Regions from separate parts of the Mus musculus genome. Here all the other regions are linked to region 1. A link is a contact called in public Hi-C and promoter capture Hi-C data. All regions are on one chromosome and are shown on one strand. The core of a region is the stretch at or near the end of the contact, and the rest is flanking DNA. Distances in the headings are between cores, read along the strand shown.

The links. Promoter capture Hi-C pulls out the DNA fragments that hold promoters and counts their contacts. Hi-C and Micro-C count contacts between places; a contact is called where the count stands out from the background.
Region 2: a Hi-C map of liver shows a contact between it and region 1, with 2.1 times the contacts expected there. The contact joins the promoter of Fga here to the promoter of Tdo2 in region 1. A contact is called at or near these places in 2 of 39 promoter capture datasets (both in liver), 1 of 484 Hi-C or Micro-C datasets (liver) and 1 of 9 other capture datasets (embryonic stem cells).
Region 3: a contact with region 1 is called in a promoter capture Hi-C map of liver, with 2.0 times the contacts expected there. The contact joins the promoter of Fgg here to the promoter of Tdo2 in region 1. A contact is called at or near these places in 3 of 39 promoter capture datasets (liver and stem cell-derived epiblast-like cells), 1 of 484 Hi-C or Micro-C datasets (liver) and 1 of 115 datasets of contacts at active chromatin or transcription factors (hepatocytes).

Annotation. Positions count from the first base shown.
Region 1 is chr3:81,974,460-81,977,014 of GRCm38.p6, reverse strand. Tdo2 (tryptophan 2,3-dioxygenase) reads left to right here and starts at 1,287. Exons shown (of 12, transcript NM_019911.2): 1 at 1,287-1,356; 2 at 1,586-1,691. The coding sequence starts at 1,322.
Region 2 is chr3:83,024,884-83,027,438 of GRCm38.p6, reverse strand. It overlaps Fga (fibrinogen alpha chain), which reads right to left and starts at 1,286. Exons shown (of 6, transcript NM_001111048.2): 1 at 1,171-1,286. The coding sequence starts at 1,224.
Region 3 is chr3:83,006,434-83,008,988 of GRCm38.p6, reverse strand. It overlaps Fgg (fibrinogen gamma chain), which reads right to left and starts at 1,265. Exons shown (of 10, transcript NM_133862.2): 1 at 1,007-1,265; 2 at 792-836; 3 at 432-615; 4 at 248-341. The coding sequence starts at 1,081. It overlaps Gm30097 (a long non-coding RNA gene), which reads left to right and starts at 574. Exons shown (of 5, transcript XR_375748.2): 1 at 574-635.

The sequences.
Region 1 (2,555 bases), core at 38-2,537:
TCAATGCCCTAGTGTTCCCCTATCCTGGGTCATCAAGCCTCCTCAAGACCAATGGGCTCCCCTCCCAGTAATGCCAGATAAGGCAATCCTCTGCTACATATCTAGCTGGAGCCATGATACCTCCATGTGTACTCTTTAGTTGGTGGTTTAGTCCTTGGGAGCTTTAGGGGGTCTGGTTGGTTGATATTGGTGCTCTTCCTATGAAGTTGCAAACCCCTTCAGCTCCTACAGTCCTTGCCCTAACTTCTCCATTGGGGTCCCTACACTCAGTCCAATGTTTGAATCTGTACATCTGCATCTGTATTGGTCTGGCTCTGGCAGAGCCTCTCAGGGGACAACTATACTAGGCTCCTGTCAGCAAGCACTTCTTGGCATCAGCAATAATGTCTGGGTTTGATGTCAGCAGATGAGTTGCATCCCTAGGTGGGGCAGTCTCTTGATGACCTTTCTTTCAGTTTCTGCTCCACTTTTTCTCCCTGCATTTCGTTTTGAGAGGAGGAATTCTGGATTAATATTTTTGAGGTGGGTGGGTGGCCCTATCCCTTAGCTAGGGGCCATGCCTGTCCATTGGATATGGGGTCTACAGGTTCTATCTCCCCTTTGTTGGGTATTTGAGTTAATGTTCTCCCTTTTGGGTCCTGGGAACCTCTTGGGTCCCTGACATCTGGGACTTCCTAGTGGCTACTCCCAATTCCCCTTCCCCCACTGCTACACAGCTACTTTCAAACTCCTGACCCTCTGTACTTCTCCCCCATCTCCTCCCATATCTGAACTGCCCTTCCTTTTCCCTGCCCCTCCTCTCTCCCTTCTAGATCTCTCTCTCCCTCTACTTCCCAGAGATTATTCTTTTCCCCCTACTGAGTAGGGCTGACATTTCAATACTTGTTTCTCAGAAGTCAGGAGACTACACTACTGGGAGAAGTTAAACTTTTGCCTATAATGCCATTCTCTTTAAGGATTCTTATGCTAATAGAAAACTTTATTGGAATTAAGTAGTTAAGTGTAAATGTCTATGGACTTGGCCTCTATTGATTTATTTGATGTCTTCTATGTTGGATATAAAAGCTCAACTTGGCAAGTTAGAGGGTTTGGCACGCCCTGCTAGCAAACAAGCTGTGCCCCAACAAAAATCCACCCCCAAGTTACAGAGGCTCAGTTCTGAACCAGTACGAAATGAGATCCGGGCTAAGAGTGTAAGCTGGGTGCTGATTGGCTGTGTCTGGCAATCAGGATACATAAAAGGCAAGCACTAAAGTATCTGGGAAGGTTGATACCATTCCTGACCTAGCAAACCTGTGTGGTCCTGAGACACTTCAGTACTATGAGTGGGTGCCCGTTTGCAGGAAACAGTGTAGGGTGAGTGTTTATCTCTGTTTATATGGAAGGGAACTTTCCAGCCTTAGCCTATAAACAGTCAAATTCCTGGACTTAAAAGTTAATTCCTTGCTTCTTATTAGTCTGTTAATTTATTAATAAACCAGACAGAATTAGAAACAGAGTTGTACTTTCTTATTTTATGGGCACTCTGCTTTTGGTTTTTTTGTTTGTTTGTTTTAATTTTTTGTGTCATTCACTCAAAATGCAGATACACTTTGAAAAACGTATCTATGGAGGACAATGAAGAAGACAGAGCTCAAACTGGTGTAAACAGAGCCAGCAAAGGAGGACTTATCTATGGCAATTACTTGCAGGTAGGTGCTGGCAACCAACCCCTCGCTGGCTTTAGCTGCTGTCATCAGCCACTAAATTGTCTCTAAATGGTCTTTCACTTGACTGTATTTTTTTTTTTTCAATCACCAGTAGTTTTCTGAACCTTCGGACCTTTCTATTCGTAGATATCTGTGCCTATTCAAATCTGCTATGGCACGTTGAGTGGTGAAATGTTCCTTCCTAGAAGAGGCTCTGCAACAGCAGAAAGTTCTGTATCTGGACAGGAGATTGTGAAAGATAAAGCACAGGGCAGATAGCAGACGGGCTGTGCTCAGCACATGTGAAAAGATGGGGGTCAGAACCCCAAATCCCCATCGGAAATCTGCAAATTCCACATTACAATGTAGAAATGTTAAAGGTACACAGAACCTTCTCAAAACCATTAGGAAATAAAAGACAGCTTTCCATTGGGAATTGGGAGGTGATTATGGTTCGCTTTCAGATTAAAAATTTAAGGTGGGAAATGGTTAAAGTTCTCGTGCTTCTTTGGTAGTTTTGTAAGGATGAAGTGATAATGAATGTAAAACCCGCCAGAAGCCTTTGAGTAGGAGGAAAGAAAAGTATTGCAGACTTGAAGCAAACGGTTGGCTTCCCACCATACTGTCCTGAGAACACTGGCATTTGAGAGGACAGTGCTGTCTCACTGAGGATTTTGGAGAAGAACGGCAACTACAATTATTCTTAAAATCGCAAATTTAACCTACTTTTTGTTGTTGATGATGAAACTCATTTACTGTTTTTTTTTTTTTTTTTTTTAAAGACCGATCACAGTTTGAAAGGACTTGACTCAGGGGTACTTTTTCCAGAATTGTAGTCTGCTTCTTGTTAATGTCTGTGTGCACAAC
Region 2 (2,555 bases), core at 37-2,536, 1.1 Mb before region 1:
ATGTATTGTTCTTTACTCTCTGATATCAAGATTTTTGAATGGTGAGCCAAAAAACCCACCACCACCACCACCACCACCACCACCACCACCACCACAAAAAACACCTGAAATAATATACAGCCTGGGTAACTAATTAGGATGTCACTAGGTCCTTGGTCATAGTTGACATGTTTTATAAACTAGAATGTGTCAGAAACTCCAGTAATTTAGATTTCTTTCTTTTGTTTTTCTTTGGGGCTTAATTTGGGGAATGATGTCAGTATTTAGAAGTTATCTGAAAAGAACACGAATCCTTCCAAAGAGCCCACTGCCTCATAACTAATGTCTTCGGAATTTGCTATACGTTTTCAAAGGCAATTAATTTGCCCTCTTCCTTTTATGTCTTCAAAAGGATATGAAAAGTTCCTCTTAGGGCTGCGGGTGTAGAACGCTTGCTTGGTCAGTACAGAGAAAGCTCTGCTTCATTCCTCAACATGACAACATTACAAAACTAAAATATTACAAATAAAACAAAGACTAGAGGTAAACCATACTAAACCCCAAACCTTCTGCTCATTACAGACAAATGTCTGGAATTACCAGCTGGAGAACAGTTCTTACCCAGTGTTTTGTTCTGTTAGAATGATGTCTCTGGAGTTTAAAGGGACAAACATGTGGAGGGATTCAGGAGGCTGGCAGTGTAGCTTAGTTGTAGAGAGCTTTACTGCCATGCCCAGGGGTTCTCAACCTGTGGGTCACGACTCCTTTGGCAAACCTCTATTTCCAAAAATATTTACGTTATGATTCATAAAAGTAATAAAATTAAGGTTAGGGAGTAGTAACTAAAAACAATTTTCTAGTTGCGGGTCATCACAACATGAGGAACTGCATCTAAGGGTTGCAGCATGAGGAATTCTATGCTGGATCAATCCCCAGCAACCGTGAGAGTATACTAACACACAGCTGCAGTTTTAAAGACTGCATCTGAATCAGCCTGAACGACAGATGTCAAGATCTCTCGTTATCCTAGGGCCTCCCTCTGGACATCACATTTCCCCATACACTTGTCAGGCTCATCTAAGAATTTGCCTCCCTGGCCTGGCATTTAAAAAGCTAAGTACAAAGGACTTGTAGACTCTGAACTCAGGGCTCCTTGCGGAAGAATTAACAGAGAGAAGAGAAAGCACATACCCAGACTGTGCTGGCCACGCTCAAGATGAGGCAGGTGACCCTCAGGGACAGCATGGTGTCTGCGTTTAGGGATGGCTCATGAGGAGAACTGGAGCTGAAGCGAAGGAGGACTGACTGCACTCACAGCTCCAACCCTACTTAAACCGGCAGGAGGTTAATCATCACCCTTGGCCCACTCAAGCAGCCAAAGCTCACAGTGTGTCCTGTGCTCTGACCATAATAACCAAGGTATCCCAGAAACTCTTGCTCAATTCTCTGTAGCTTGTTTGTTTCCGATAAGTTGTTGCAAATGGTAGCATTTGATTGTGCAGTCAGCAGTTGGGGGGTGGGGGGAATCTACATTCCAGGAAATGGGGGCCTTGGAAGCTGGGGAGATGAACACAGTTCACACCTGAAGGAAGTAAGAGAGCAGCCAGGGCACTCTGGCTATCACTTCTGTGGAGCAGAGACATTGGACTGTGTGTGGGATTCAGAGTTCATCTGAATTTCAGAATGACCTGAAAGCCTACAATAAGCTTATGTTAAACGGGTTGTTTTCCTCCAGCCAGAGGTCAAGACAGTAGCTGCTGGCGACCAATGCCAGCATCCACAGTCCTAGCTCCAGCTTCCTGGCTCTGAGCACTTATGAAGGTTAACTGTCCATCCTTGGGAATCAGTCTCCTCTCTTAAAGACCAGGGCAAAGGCAACATCCTACACATGTTAGTAAACAAATGGGTGAATTATTTCAAGGCCTCCCGAGGAGTGGTTGTCACCACGGCCTGGGAGGAAGTGCTGGCCATGATTGGAGAAGTACATGGAAAATGTACTGTACTTCCTGCCTTTGGGCTTGATCTCTCTTCATCTGCTCTTCATTTCCATGTACAATTCTTCTGGACTCAGTGAAACTTCTGTGTGACCCAACCACGCACCCACTAATATTCCCCCCCCCCCCAAAAAGCAACAGCTGGATTTTGAACAGAATATTCATTGTTCACAATTCCACACTATGGAAGCAGCCTCAGACAATGGATGAATGGATAAAGAAAAGGGGTGGATACAAGAGATTATTGTTCAGCCTGTGAAAAGAAGAAATTCACACATTTGGGGAAATGTACGGGAGCCTTGAGGATATCACACTAAGCGAACGATGTGACTTCACTTCCGTGTGAAACCTTTAATGTGCAACTCAAGAGACTGGGACACAGTAGTGGTTTCCTGGAGACGAGAAATGAGGGAAACAGAAAGGAAGAAAAAAGAGGAAAAGGGAAAGATAATCAAAGAAGGTGATGCATATACTAATGAGCTCAAAGGGGTGGTTATTTCACATCAAACATACAGCACTTTTACATATCAGTCACGGTTCAATAAAATGATTAAAAAAAACCCTTTGACTTAAGTGTGCTGT
Region 3 (2,555 bases), core at 16-2,515, 1.0 Mb before region 1:
GGGACATTCAAGTAAATAGAGCCAGAATGGCATTCAAAGGCATCTACAATAACCTTTCTCCAATGCGATTATTATTTTAAAATTACAGGCCCGTGCAACTCATTTTTCACTAAAGAACTCCCATCTCCACTGGGAGATTTGATACTATAAATGAAAACTAAATTCCAAGGTCACTTTCTATGAAATGTGGAACATTAAGGAAAAGTTCCAGGTGCCTTGAGGAGCACATGAAAACCCAGACACATACCGAATGCTTGTCTCGTGGGTTAACAGCAGCGCTTCGTATTTCACAATTTCTTCTACCATCTTCTTAGACTTCTGAGTGGCACTGTCTATCATACCTGTAACAGGGTCAGAGACAGGAAAATCCCTTAAGCAAATAGTACAACGGAAAGCAGAGGAGGTGACTCCTCGGTGGGGTTTCCTCTCACCTGGCTTTGGGGGTTGGTCTGGGTTGTAGTAAACCTGAATTGCTTTGATCAGTTCTTTGGCTTCTGTGGTTCTGTTTTCAGCCCGGAATAAGATGTCTTCCAGCGTTCGGAGATCATTGTCCACGTCGGTTTGGTAAGAAGACAGGAAATCTGCGATACCACAGGTGGTTGGGCAGAAACTACCCTGCAAGTCAATTTAAGGAGGTAATTAAACACCTTAGGAGAGAAGTCTTAAATACAATCCATAAATATTAAACCATTCCCCAAAAGCTTAAGTTGTCAACTGATAAATGAAAGTGCTACCCTGTTTTCCCACCCTTCTCTAGTTTCAGGATAGGGGGTGACACTGAAATTACTTACGAATCTCTCATCTAGGATGCAACAGTTATCTCTGGTAGCCACATACTGTTGGAGAAAAACAAAGATATTTTGCTACTGGTCCCAGTCATGTCTCTCTCTCTCTCTCTCTCTCTCTCTCTCTCTCTCTCTCTCTCTCTCTCTCTCTCTCTCTCTCTCTCTCCCCTTTATAAAAACGTTTTAATAATAAAACAGTATGGCTTCGGAAGGACACTTACTGCCAGGCCCGTTGGAGAGAACAGTAAAAGCAGGCAGCAAAGAAGGAAACTCGGGGGCTGCAAAGACCAACTCATGGTGTCTGGGTGACCAGGTGCTCCCAGCTCTTTACAGCCAGCACTGTGACCTCTTGGGCTTCTCCTTGGTCCTTTATGTGAGCTCTCAGTCTGGGCGGGACTAAGGGTGGCTGGAACTGGTCACAGGGTCTCTTTACCAGAAATGTGAGCTCTTTCTGCTCATTCTGGCTCTCACTCGTGCTCTGAGGGATTCCCAGATTTTGCGCACAGGTTTAAGCTCCTCCCTTTGGGCTCAGCCCAACCTGTCTCCTCAGACCCACAGGTATCTGCAAAAGCCAGCAAAACAGGGGGGGGGGGGGTGCTGCTCCGAGGGCTGACAGAGGCCGCGTGTTGCAACTACTTCCAGTACACCACCTCCAGGAGAACAAACACAGGGTTCTGACCTCCCACAACAAACCAAGCTTATCCAGAAGTCTGGCCTGTTGCAGCCACAGGCATTACTGAAAGACCTGTCTTTGCCCAGGGGTGGGAGAAGGGAACTTTTCCTCCTTTCATGTCTAAGGTCTGTATTTCCAAGGGTGGATCATGCTGGAGATGGGTTCCTGTCCCTCCTCTGTGATATCCTTTTTCTTGGGTCAGTTTTGACTGAGTTTTGGGCTCAACTCTTCTGATGACTGGAAGACAGGTTCCCTCCCATCTGCCACCAAAGAGAAGGAGCCAGGAGTTTACCAGTTTGTCCCAAAGCCCCATCTAGTTCCTGGAGGAAAAGCCTGGACTCAGAGAAACCCACCTGTCACACATCTCCTTAGAAGCCTCTCTGAAGGAGAAGGGACACAGGGAGACACTGAGAAGGTTCATTGAGTTTGTGGGGAAAGGGCACTGTCACCTCTCTTTGCTAATGACAAGCAGCTGTGGCACTGTGACAGATGTGTGCAGTCACTCTCCTCCTGTGACCAAGCTTGCTGTAAACTGTGAAGAACTATGTAACTGGGAGAAACGCACTAACATGAAAGAAGTGCTAACATGCTGGTATTTGACTTGAAGTTTTGACAAAGTACTGTCTCCTTTGACATTAAAACAAAGAAATGTTTATGCTCTGTAGCTAGTCAGAAATCATTTTAAGTAAGGGAACTCATCAGACCAAATATGTAGCCCTTTCTCTTCCTGACCAGATTGGCCTCCACTTCAGTCACTTTTTGCTCCAAGCCATTTGTGATATTCTTACAGAATAGCTTGGACAATGCCACCATTCACCTGCTTAAAGACCCCGTAGCCTTTAGTCACTTCCTATCTCCTGTTTGTTTTTTCTTCCTATATGTTCTACTTTTTCCCCCCATCTTGTTTGTCAATGTGCATAGGAACTACTGCATCTCTGGCTGTCAAAACAAATAAAACAAAAAACAAACAAACAAACAAACAAAAACAAGCAAAAACCCCCAGAAGCCCTGTTTTCTGGAGGCTAGTTCCCTCTAATAGAGCATTACCCCACAGCCCCAGCTCTGGCTCCATGTTTTGTAGGAATTATAAGAACCTT